Regions from separate parts of the Rattus norvegicus genome. Here all the other regions are linked to region 4. Evidence: chromatin contacts called from public Hi-C data. All regions are on one chromosome and are shown on one strand. The core of a region is the stretch at or near the end of the contact, and the rest is flanking DNA. Distances in the headings are between cores, read along the strand shown. Region 1 has its middle 540 kb from the start of Cited2. Region 2 has its middle 680 kb from the start of Cited2. Region 3 has its middle 630 kb from the start of Cited2. Region 4 holds the start of Cited2 (Cbp/p300-interacting transactivator, with Glu/Asp-rich carboxy-terminal domain, 2).

What was found. A called contact is a pair of places that touch in the nucleus more often than the background predicts.
Region 1: a Hi-C map of hepatocytes shows a contact between it and region 4, with 2.4 times the contacts expected there. The contact joins the enhancer-like site here to the promoter of Cited2 in region 4. A contact is called at or near these places in 2 of 12 Hi-C or Micro-C datasets (hepatocytes and liver) and 1 of 1 datasets of contacts at active chromatin or transcription factors (oligodendrocytes).
Region 2: a contact with region 4 is called in a Hi-C map of the Rat2 cell line, with 15 times the contacts expected there. The contact joins the enhancer-like site here to the promoter of Cited2 in region 4. A contact is called at or near these places in 6 of 12 Hi-C or Micro-C datasets (the Rat2 cell line, hepatocytes, kidney and 2 more) and 1 of 1 datasets of contacts at active chromatin or transcription factors (oligodendrocytes).
Region 3: a contact with region 4 is called in a Hi-C map of the A7r5 cell line, with 4 times the contacts expected there. The contact joins the enhancer-like site here to the promoter of Cited2 in region 4. A contact is called at or near these places in 1 of 12 Hi-C or Micro-C datasets (the A7r5 cell line) and 1 of 1 datasets of contacts at active chromatin or transcription factors (oligodendrocytes).

What each region holds. Positions count from the first base shown.
Region 1 is chr1:13,586,757-13,589,789 of GRCr8, reverse strand. No RefSeq gene overlaps it. Among named protein-coding and RNA genes, the nearest start is that of Cited2, 540 kb to the left of the region's middle. Within about 2 kb of position 1,614, at least 1 of the 93 cell types and tissues checked has an H3K27ac peak or open chromatin away from gene starts, as enhancers often do. A contact at or near this core is called in hepatocytes, where this site is marked.
Region 2 is chr1:13,451,704-13,454,664 of GRCr8, reverse strand. No RefSeq gene overlaps it. Among named protein-coding and RNA genes, the nearest start is that of Cited2, 680 kb to the left of the region's middle. Within about 2 kb of position 1,469, at least 2 of the 93 cell types and tissues checked have an H3K27ac peak or open chromatin away from gene starts, as enhancers often do.
Region 3 is chr1:13,497,219-13,500,181 of GRCr8, reverse strand. No RefSeq gene overlaps it. Among named protein-coding and RNA genes, the nearest start is that of Cited2, 630 kb to the left of the region's middle. Within about 2 kb of position 1,456, at least 2 of the 93 cell types and tissues checked have an H3K27ac peak or open chromatin away from gene starts, as enhancers often do. A contact at or near this core is called in the A7r5 cell line, where this site is marked.
Region 4 is chr1:14,130,400-14,133,766 of GRCr8, reverse strand. It overlaps Cited2 (Cbp/p300-interacting transactivator, with Glu/Asp-rich carboxy-terminal domain, 2), which reads right to left and starts at 1,464. Exons shown (of 2, transcript NM_053698.3): 1 at 1,239-1,464; 2 at 1-763. The coding sequence starts at 755.

The DNA.
Region 1 (3,033 bases), core at 365-2,864, 540 kb after region 4:
CCCATATTGAGCATAACATTGTGCTAAATGTATACAGAAGAGTATAGAACAAAAATATGAAATTTTTAGACGGAGGACCATATGAGTATATTGACTCTTGAAAATGTATAAGTTCTGCTCAATTTTTTTTCAGGGTCTTTTGCTGGCTATATAGGAAAGTAATTGTAGTGATCTTCCAGCCCATTACTTTCATACATGATTGTACTTTGCTGAGTATGGATTCATTTAAATTTTATGAAGCCAGCTTTGTTTATTTTTGTTCCTCTTTGTTTCAGAAAGGACATGGATCAGTTGCCGTAATATAATCTAAATATGAATTAAATATATGTGATTAAATAATAATAAAGTTCATACCAACAAGATAGAACTAAGAATTTAATGGATTTTTAACATATGGGTGTTATTCTAAGGTCAGCATGAACTTTTAGTTAAAGAAAGAAATGACTTTTGCTGATTTGCTAGTTTAATTGAATCATTAATTTATAAATGTCTACTGTTCACACGAAAAGGATATTTTATTCTGGTCAGTGTGATGTGTTATTTTTTTGCAGCGTGGCCCCTGAAAACCATTTCTTGTGTATGATTATGAATTGGTTCCTAAGGCGGACTGGCTAAAAAGAGTCAGTAGGGTCAGTTAGGGAAAGACCAGGATTAACAAGGCATGGCTGGAGACACAGCCTCTTGATTAGCTGGGAGAAAACAGTTTACTTTGAAACCAGTTCTTAGAGAGAGAGAAGAGTTGGCACGGAGGAATGTCCTTTCATGTGTGTGTCGTTCATTGAGCACCGAGGCATTTCAGAAAGGAAGTCTGTGTATTTCTCCATTCTCTTTCTACCTTTGGTTTAATTCTATGTGGGGTGTCTCGTACTCTCTTACTACCTGAAGGCTGTACCCACCTAGGAATGGACTTGTGTAACTTCAGCAACTCACACTGATTTTCAGAATCATTTATGGAGGTAGCGTATTCACGTCCCAATGGGAAAAATCTACTAGATACAGCCTTGTAGGACTCAGTGGGATAATCAGTGATGGTCAATATTTAGGCTCCTTAGTAGGCCAGAGCTATTAAAATGAAAGACTTGTGGGATAGTTACCAACATTGTGCCATATAAGTATTTAAACCAGTGGCTCTCAGCCTTCCTAATCTTGCCACCTTCTAACACAGATCCTCATGTTGCCACCCTCTAACACAGATCCTCATGTTGTCACCCTCTAACACAGTTCCTCATGTTGTGGTGACCCCAACTCATAAAATAATTTCATTGCTATGTCATAACTGTGCTTTTGCTACTGTTATAAATCATAATGTAAAAATCTGATTTTCAGGCTATCTGTTACGCAACCCCTCTTGGGGGTTGTGACCCACAGGTTTACCATTGGTAAACTCACTGTGATATAAACATTTACTATTTTTTAAAGCTTGTGTGTGTGTGTGTGTGTGTGTGTGTGTGTGTGACTCGTAGGTGTAAGAGGACAACTGCAAGGGTTAGTTCTCAATTCCTATCATGCAGGCTCTGGGGATTGACTAAATCGTCAGGCATGGCAGAAAGCACCTTTCCCTCCTGACTGCTCTCCTGATGTTTACTGTTCCTTAGTATTGAGAAATTATTCATGTTCTCTAACGTGAGGCAACAGATTTTGGGAAGAGGAACATTAGTCACATCATGGAGTTGGGATAAAGTACAAGGAGCATTTCCAAAATGCATCCCTCACTTGTCAATTTTTCTAAACCTATTAACAAGCTTTTCTTTGATTTGACTGCCTCATGGTTAGATAAACCTAGGTGTATTTCCCCCCCCCCCCCATGGCTCACTGTTCAGGAATGAGGTATGATCTTCTTCATCAGCCTTGAACCTGCAATAGTTTGCTTATTAATCCATGTAAACTGCTTGCCTACCAAAACACAACATATCAATGTGGAAGGATTTATTGTTCAGTTTCTCTCCACTGGCTTTTCCTTGCCCAATACAGGGCCATAAAAATCCTAAAGTCTCATTGTGCTGTAGAATAAAATTCTTCTGTGTTGCTATACTGCTCTGAGTTCCTGAGAAAGCATTTAGACACATATCTGTTTAAGTGCCATCTACTAAATATTCTTAATCTACTCATGTGTAAATTAAACCTTTCCAATATTGTTGGGACTGCTCATGGGTCATTGAGGGAATTGTTGGCGATCCACTTCATGAATTATTTATGATTAATTCTTTTTCACATTTGTGTGTTTTTTCATAGTCCCAAATGATCGTAGGTTAATGGTATTGTGCCATTGATATTGAGTTTATGTCACATGCTACTTCATGTAAAAGGCCAATCTCTGCTCCTAAAAGCAAAATGAAAAGCTAAAAGCTAAAAAAGTAGTGCCTTACATGTAAACATGTAAACGAAGAGAAATGTCACACGGTGCCATCATAATAATGAAGTGGGTGTTATGGGTCTTCAATAAACTAATGATGGCTCCCAAAAGGATTATGGTTATCAGTATGATTTCATGTGAATTGGTTCTTGAAGCAAGTGTGTAGTAGGGAATATTGATAAAGATTTTCCCATCCCCCTCTTGGGCCAGCTAATCTCTGGCCTCAGGGATCTCGCTGCGTCCATGGGTAGCCCCATGTAAAGGCCACCAATTTCATGGCTCTCTTGTTGTGGACTCAGTTCACATTCCCAGTCAGACTCGGCAGGCTCTCTGGCCCAGCGCTCTCAAAATGTCTCCACCCAACTCTCGAAGTTCCCTTGGTAGGTCGCTATCACGCCATAAACACACATCCAAATTCTACGTGCCCTTACCTTTCTCTTGAACTCAGTTGTGTTGCCCTGTGAAGGAATACACCACACAATCTTAGTTTAGAATCAACAGGTAACTCAATCCTGTCAGGGCACAACTCCTGACATCCTAATTAGTAAGCCATACTAAGTTAAACCCTCCTGTGTGGGATCCTGGTAGTTTCCCCATCTAATTGGGAGCCTCTAATTTGTTACATCCCATCTTCTACACCAAGCTCTCTCTCCATCCCCAAAGCCCCGAATTCCTTTTAT
Region 2 (2,961 bases), core at 220-2,719, 680 kb after region 4:
TTTATAGTTTCTGTCAGGGAAAATGCTGGGTAATGGTGACTTAACTTTGGAGCAATATCTGTGCCTTTTCATTCTCTCCGTGCATTTGTGGGTCAGAAGAGAAGTCATTCGGGACTTGTATTTCCTGTCTCATCTTTTCCTTCTTCCTGTCCTGAAACTGTGGGAAATCGGCTTTAAAAATCACTTGAGAGAAACAGGCATTAATGTATGCATTTCCAAGTAGGCTCTTCTTCCAACATATAAGCCATTTAGGGCCTCAGCATAAAAGGGACATATCCCTGAATAAAACATTCTGAAATTCATTTTAATTAAATAAGGGTTACTAATACTTATACATTTCTGATTTACTTAGAACCATTTCTTTGGACAGCATCTGTTCTTTCTCCAGTACCTACTTCATTGATAATTCCTTGGGGAAAGAATATAAATGAATTTATTTTCCAGACCTAATCACCCTAGGTAGCTAATCTGCACCTGGTACAGTTTTAGACACGATATTTTATCCTGAATCATATTAAGCCAAGAATGCAAACATCAAAATGTCTTCTTGTCTCAATCACAAGTGGGATTTTTTGCCTTTTAAGTTATTTGGAGAGTTTAGACTTTTCTATTCAAGGTTCATTCCTCTAGTAACTGTCTGGGACACTGAACCTGAGAAATGACATTCTCTCATGGGTCTTCCCAATAGTTCTGGGGCAAAAATCTGACTTCATAGTATTCTCTGGGATGGATACTATTGAATAGGAGGGAAAGGCTTCACCACCAAAACATAGACTTTCTGTTCTTGAAAAGCTAGCACGTTGTGGCAGGATTACCTCACTTAGGATGATATTTTCTAATTTCATTCATTTGCCTGAGAATTTCATGAAGTCATTGTTTTTAGTTGCAGAGTAGTACTCCATTGTGTAAACATACTACATTTTCTGTATCCATTCCTCCAGGAAGCAACCTCATAGAAGCAGGGAGAGGGAGGCTGGGATAGGGGATTTCCAGAGGGGAAGCAGGGAAAGGGGATAACATTTGAAATGCAAATAAATAAAATATCCAATAAAAAATAGCTTGTTATAGACCAAGAAAGGAAAAGAAATGAAAGGCTAGCCCTTGGTAGCTGAAAAGGCTATGTGACTTGACAGCATTTCCCCTTTTATTGTCATCTCTGTTTTCTTTTTCTAAAAGGAAGGAAGTGAGTCCTCTGAGAAAAGAAAAGTCATGGAAATGTTCATAGGAAAACTCATGGAAGAGATGTGAAAGAGTAGGCTGCATTTACCTACCTGCCTGTTCTGTAATTATTCCATATTCAAAGTATCAAGGTGGCCAGTGTGAACAAGAGACATCACTTCTTTAAGAAGTAGAGTGGAAGGGAAGAATAGTGTGGCTAAGACTTTTCTTTAAGTCATTATAGCTTCAGATGGCACGTTCCTTTCTCATTCTTAGTCATAGAAATGCCTGGCCCAGACTCAGGAGTAACCACACACATTCTTTATCCAACCCTTGCAACAAGTTGCACTGTGGATTTCCCCAGAACTCCCCATGACCGTGAGCCTTAAGACAGTTCTAATTAACAGTTTTATGAGCAGCATATGTGAAGACAAAACAAAGACACAGCAGCCCTCTCCTACCTACACTGGGTCTAATGACACAGACATCTCACAAAGAAGTAGAAACAAGGCCTTCCTGTGGTTCTCACTCAAGCCAGCCTCATGCATAAACTAAATTCAATATGGCTGCCTAGAAATTCCTTTTATTCACTGTCTTTCCCATACCACTACTCCTGAGCTTTTTCCTCTTTGCCATGTAACTTCGATTTCATAACCAAATTGATCTCCCACCCCTAATGTGAGTCACTTATCACCTGTGGTCGATGCTCTGTTTGTTTTCCCAGGACAAGGGAGCCCTGTTAGTAACTTTACAAATTGCTGTGACAAGACACCAGGCCAAAGCAAATTAAGAAAGCAAGGTTTGATTTGGGCTGATAGTTTAAGAGTTCTGTCTAGAATAGGAAGCAGCTCATTGAAGCAAGTGTTTGAGGGAACTGAGTACACTACTTGTAGTCAGAAGTAGAGATCCCTCGCTTCTTATTACTCATTCTAGATCATGAGATGAGATGGTACCACCAAGATGTAAGCATTTCCATCTCAATTAATTCTGACCTATGAACTGTTCACAGACATGCCTAGCGATGTGTCACCAGGATCCCACCAAGTTGACAATCCAGATGGACCACCCCAGCTTATTACTGTTCTAATTTTAAGTATTTTGAACAAATGTAGCCCCTTCTTCCATGGTCTTAGAGGCCTGTACCCACCAGGGGTGAGGTGTTTATGACAGGGTATGGAGCTGAGCTAATAGTTATGTGCTTGGGAGTACCAGAACATGCGATACACAAGAAAGCATGAGCCTTTGGCTAATGCAGCAGCACCCTTGGAGGGAGATATCTTGGCACCATTCAGACTGTAATGAAACCTTCATCAACTCTTTTGAGCTTCTCTTTCTTACGAAACTAGATATCCAAGTTGTATTATGCATTTAAAATCACCATGTCTATGGAAAATGTATAAACACTGCAAAATAAATTAATGTTGCAGGTTAAATAGTCAAGAGAGCTTGAGCGTTTGAGGTCTTTGTTCTACCCGTTCTGTATGAATTGCTAATATGTTCTTGTAGCTGTGCATGGAATCCTCTTCTTTGGAGAATTGTGGAGTCTGGGTGCGTCAGCTTCAACTTTAGTCTTGACGCATACAATTTGCTGTCATTAATTTGAAGACTGATAGGGAGGTCCTTAAGTAAGGGATCCAAGACCTTACCCGTTTGCCTTTTGTTTCTGCCTGCAGTTCTAGTTCTGTGCCCCAGTCCTTTTCCTGTGAGTTAAGCAGCCATGACAATAGATCACAATTATAATTGGCAACATTTCTAATATGCTAGATGTAGGTCTAAAGGATTTGACTTTATTGAATTGTGAGC
Region 3 (2,963 bases), core at 207-2,706, 630 kb after region 4:
CTCTAGTATAGAGAGCTATATACATACAACCAATCTGTTTGTCTTTCACATAAGCAACTCTCAACTGGATGCCACACTAACTTACAAAATATACTTTGCCTCCTTAGGCCTGGGTGAGTTATGTGAAAGTGGAACTGGGTTGAAACAGCATTCCTTACAGCTTGCTTTAAGGAATACTGTAGGTAAATGTCTCTCAACCTTCCTTATGCTGTGATCCCTTGATATATTGTTCCTCATGTTGTGGTGACCCTCAAATCATAAAATTATTTCATTTCTACCATATAGCTGCTATTGTTATGAATCATAATATAGATATTTGATATGCAGGATAGTTGATATGTGACCCCTGTGGGGGTCATGACCCAAAGTGAGAACCACTCTCTAGTTACTATATTCTTGACTGGTAGATAATAAAAACACATTACATGTTCATATAAACACAAATCTAAAATTTTTCTTAACAAGTAATTACAGAACACCACAAAAAAGAAACAGATAATTTAATTTGTAATGTAGAATAAATGCACCTACTCATTAATCTGACCTATTCTCCACGCATAGCAATTACCGTATTGTAATTCCATTGGATTTATATATTTATAATCATGAAGTTTCCCTTTAGATTGACAATACTCTTTTATCCATTCAGTCACTGAATATTTATCAAATAATGATAAATGACAGATAGTCAAAAGTTTAAAGCAGAACAATGTATAAAGGCCCATGCCTTCTTCTAGCTAAGAGAGAAATAAAGAGTGGCCAAAGAATAATGGGGATATTTTTGTTTGTGTGTGTGCTACAGATTTGACAAGCATAAGTGTGTGACAGATTTTCAATGTTCTGCAATAAAGTTCTGATATATATTTACCCAGTTTTCTGCATTAAACATATGGTGACAACAGACTGAATGGGGACGCTCTGGGTTTTGATGGAGCCTAGGTTTCTTTCCTTATGTTGTGCAACAGGTGCAAATGTGGTGCATGTAGAATATGTGTGAGTGTGTGAGTGTGTGTGTGTGTGTGTGTGTGTGTGTGTGTGAGAGAGAGAGAGAGAGAGAGAGAGAGAGAGAGAGAGAGAGAGAGAGAGACAACCAGGGAGAGAGAGAGAGAGAGACAGACAGAGATGGACAGAGAGAGAAAGAGAACTTACTTTCATATAATTATCAGAGTATTTGTATATTTCAACTATGAACTGGAACAGAATAAGCATCGATCTGTTGTTATTCTGTCAGTGTCTTATTCTTTGCCTATGCAAGCATGAACACAACTGGGCTCTTCTCATACTCTGATGGTAAAAAAGGCTTGCTTCCTTAAAACATAGCATGGGGCACTGGAATGAACTTTCCCATAGGACCACAGAAAGCTCTGGTATCTTCCTAGCATCCCTGGTGCTCACTGTACCACAGTGCAAGGAAGACAGAGCCCAACAAACTCCATATGAACCACTTCCGGACTGACTGGGGCCTAAGAGAAATACCACTGAGTATTTTGGCTCCGGTGAGTCAATTAAATCCGGCTTTCCTTTTCCCTCCCCCTTCTCTTAGGAATCCAAACAATGTTCCACTTAACCCTTTCATACCCGGGAGCCTGTAGACTGCACTCCCACCATAAACTGATGTGCTTGCTGAATAATTCTCAATGTGGCCCGTCTCGTTATAAAATGTATATGAAGCTTTTAATGAAGAACAGGGCAAGGGAAAACAAACTGTGTTATGGATGGGCTCTGTAGTTTTCCTTTTACCAATCATTGCAGAGACTATTTCTGCACAATCTACCTCAAGAGAAAAACAAAAGTTAGAGGTGTCAACTTATTTACATGTTCTGCATTGCTAGGACGGGCAGAGAGTGGTCTGGGTCCTAGTAACCTTACTCTGAGCCACTGACATTGCACTATATGCCGGATGCTCCTCCAAGTACAGAAGTAAAGTGTTTAGTAACCAAACGAAAAACCCTGCGTTAATTTTAATGAATGCTTAATGTGGGGGTAGTTGGAGGTTATAATCATGTATTTCATAGCTGTTATTTCTCATTTTAAACCTTGTGTAGATTCATCAGAATCTGTATATTTAGGACTAAAACCAGGCTTTTTAAAAAAAAGACAATGGTGGGCTGGAGAGATGACTCAGTGGTTAAGAGCACTGGCTGCTCTTCCAGAGGTCCTGAGTTCAATTCCCAGCAACCACATGGTGGCTCACAGTCATCTGTAATGAGATCTGATACCCTCTTCTGGTGTGTCTGAAGGCAGCTATAATGTACTCATATATAATAAATAAATAAATCTTAAAAAAAGATGATGGTTAAAGATATGAATGTGTAAATATTTGTTTTAGAGTACACTAAACACCAAGATTTTTTTTTTAATTTTTATTTTCACTTACCCTTTCATTCATATCTTAATTAAATTTTATTTCATTAAGGCAACAAATTCCTTTCTCCTTAGTTCTGTACCCTATGACAACCCTGACCTCAGAATATAAACAAAGATACATTTGGAATCTCCCGTGGAGAGGCCTATATCCAAGATCAGCAGATTCTGCCATTTGTTCTTTACTCCTTTTCCTTCTTCCCAGAAGCTGCTTTATGTAAGGCTCCCTGAGGTGATGCATGGATGGTCTTAGGTAGACGTGAATACCGTGTGGTTGGCGTGTGAGTATCTGAAAAGGAGCGAGTGGGCAATTCTGCTTATGAAGCTAATAGACACGACTTCAAATATTAATAAATGGGTGCATTGTCACAGCTTGACACCAATGTATTGGAATTTATGACACATAGGGTTAGGGTGGAGGGAGAAATCTACAGAGCATGTTTGCAGCATTTGAATCTAATGCCGATGGTTGACACCATTAAACTATTGGTTTAAGTGTCCCCGGATTTGCTCAGAATGTCCACAAAGCATAGCGCCTCACCTTAGCACAGACTGGAGTGTCATAGCTTTGCTTCTACTGTGCAACACTTGTGGCAATA
Region 4 (3,367 bases), core at 215-2,714:
AACTCATTTTGGCCCAGCCAGAGTTCTGGCAGCTCCTTGATGCGGTCCAAACCCATCTCTATCACTAAGGACATAAGCACTTCCTCGTCGATGAAATCAGTGTCTATGACATTGGGCGGCAGCATTGCCGCGGGGACGTGAGCCACCGAGGCGGGCATGGTGCTGCCACCGCCACTGCCGCCCGCGCTGCTGCCACCCGCGCCGCCCGAGGTGCCGCCGGAGCCGCCGGGGGTGCCGCTGCCACCCGCGCCGCCAGGGGTGCTGCTGCCTCCACTGTGCTTGGGGTTGCAATCTCGGAAGTGCTGGTTTGTCCCGTTCATCTGGTGGCCTGCAGCGGGGTGCAAATCCGGCATGTAGTGGTTGTGGGGGTAGGGGTGATGGTTGAAATACTGGTTGTTGAGCTTCTGCAGCTGCATGCTGGCCGGCAGGGAGCCTCCCTGGCTGGCCACAGGGGGACCCATGAACTGGGAGTTGTTAAACCTGGCGGCCGGGGCCAGAGCGCTCGGGGGGTGCCCCCCGTTCACAGTCCCCGGCCCCATGGCGTGCCTGATGCCGCTCGTGGCATTCATGTTGCCCGCGCCGTAGTGTATGTGCTCGCCCATGAGGGCGTTGAAGGCGTGCTGGGGCTGCTGCTGCTGGTGGTGATGCGGGCTCGGGAACTGCCCCATGCCCATGCGGTGGGCAGGGTGGTGGTGCAGCCCGTTGGTGCCGTCGGGGAAGCGACCGTGGTTCATGGCCATCATATGGTCTGCCATTTCCAGTCCTGAAAGCGAAACGAGCAGACGCTGAAACCCGCGCCACACGTGTCGCCCACCAGAGCGCACCCCACTTCTGTAGCCTCCCGAACCCGCGCGCACGTCAAGCTGCAGACCCCTACACCCCCCAAGAGAGAACCCACCAGCAGCCCGTGCACCCGAGCTCGCTACCTCGGCGGACCTGCTGCCTGCCGGATCCGCACAGCCTGGCGCTGAGCGACCAGCCCCTTCCCCTGCGATCCGGGGAAAGAGGAGGGGGGACCGGAGCCCACACCCCCCTGGGTTCCCTGAAGTGGCCTAATAAAGGAAGTGCCCCGGAGCCGGGCCGCGAACTTCAGGCATTCAATCAACCCTCCTCACCCTGTGGTTGCACATCCTGTTGTTATTCCCCAGCTCCGCCTCACGCTCGTCCCCGGGGCCAGCCCTGCCCTCGGAGGACTAGGCTGGCAGCAGCCCTGGCTAAGCTTCGCCCGCCGCGCTCACCTTCCGTCTTTGCGATTTCGGCTCGGAACACCGAAGGCGGGCTCGTCGGGTCCAGGACCGGCTCAGCAGCACATAGAGGGGCAGCCGAAGGGCTGTGGGGCGCTCGCTGGTGCGAGGTTGGCGCCGAGGTCTTGCAGCAGCCGCTGGAGCAAATTCCGAGCCGTTCCCTTTTCTTTCCCTCCGCTGCCCTAGCCGCTCCTCAGGACCGCCAGGCAGCTGCCAACAATGAGCTGTGTTTCTCCGGGCTTTGGCCACAGTTAATATAAGGATCTCAGGAAGGGCGGAGCGAGAGCCTCCCCGGCGGCAAGCACGAACATACGGATTCAGGAACATCAAGCGCCCTGGACCGGGTCCTCCGCCGCGTCCGCGAGTCCGCGCTGCACGTGCGCAGCGGCTGCGCGCCTCGGCGCCGCCCAGCAGTTCCCCGGACTGTGGTGTCTTTCTGGCCCCCAAATGTGCGGTTGTGCCTGCCACCTCCGGGACAACGAGCTAATCCTCCCGGCCACCCTGTGCAAGGAAGCACCTAATGGAGAGGAGCAAGGAGCACTCCCCGCCTCCTTCTGGCCAGATCTCCCCACCCCCAGCTCGCTCACCCGGCTTACCCAGTGATCTGCCCTGCCCTCTACAGGAAAAAGGGGTTCGCTCAGCCTCCCTGCCCAGCAGAGTTTTCTTAGGTGCCAAACTCTCCCCAACCTGAGAAGAATGGCTATGCTTTCCCGAGCTAGATTTTTAAAGCCCTTGGGCCGATCGTGTCCTGTCCTCTGAGCGCGCTTTCCTGAGCCGTGCCTTTGTGCTTTTTGATACAGGCAGCATGTAAACCTAACTGAGGGGTTTTCTTCTAGTGGACGCACCCCTAACTCCCCATCTCCCGCTCTGCACCTCCACTCTTCAAGGACAGGGGTTGGGGGCGGGGAGCGGCAGCGGCTGCAGGTGGACCGAGCGCGCTCACAGGCCGGGGCGGCTCCACTCCCCGGTTCTGGGATCCACTCCGCACTTTCCGGCCTGCTCCACGCTCCGGGAGTACGTGTGCTTCTGCTAAGTTTGCGTTTGCAGCTCTTGGTAGCTTTGGCATCCGAGCTGAGGCGTCCCTGCTCTGTAAACAAACTCAGCGATCCTCGTCCCCAGATCCACCTTTTTGCACATACACAGTTACTTGCTTCTGCTGTTGCCCTTGATCCAGGAGGTGGGGGTGTGTGCAAACTTGCACAGCCTCCCTCCGGGCTCTGCCTGACGGTTTGGGGTTGATTTAGAAGCAAACGGGTTTGTAATTAAGAAATTCGAGGGCTGAGTAAGGCTGCTGCTGCAGCAAAAGGAAAACAGATAGATAGCTTGGTAATCGCTTTGTAAATAAAGTCGTTTTGGAAGTGGGCACGTAGCAGCACGTCCTGTATGGTACAGTGCGCGCACACACGGCCAGGAGTCTTCCTTTTCAGTGAAATTGTTCAGTGGAGCAATAGGCGGTGATAATAATAACCTTGCTTGCAGAACGAAGCACAACGAGCCCGATCGCCCATTTGGCTCATTGACTTGCAAATAAAACCCCTAACACTGGTCTGGGCCACTATCCAGTCCTAGCTCTCTTGCTTTGCGAGTTATTTTTCCTACCCCAGGATGAGGCTGCTTGGAGCGTGTATCTCTCTCTTTAAGTGGTGAAATCGAGTTTAGCGCTCCGAATAAGGACTTCTGTATACGGTTGTTTCTTCATAACTCGATGTCTATGGAAGACTTCCTGCTATAAAGTGCCAGTGCCCCTCCCCCCTCTCGTTTCTTTTTTTCTCCCTTCTAGCTCACAGACTTTTTTTAAAGGCTGTATTTCTTGAGAACTGGAAATTCTGATACATTGCGTGCCCCATTCAGTAAAATTTTGACGTTACTCATATGTCTTCTTCAAGTTAGTCTTAAACACCCCAAACAACAAAACCTTCTCTCTTCCTCTCTACACTTTTTCCAGGATGTCCAGCATTTACAACCCTGTATGCAAATGATTTTGAAACCTCAAGAATGTTTACTTCTTGGAGAAGCGAGCAAGAGATAGATACATGCCTTTCAGTTATAACAATTCTCTGTTTTGTCCAGCTCCCAGTTTGGCCTGTATATCATGAACATAAAGTTGAAAAACCAAGAGGTTT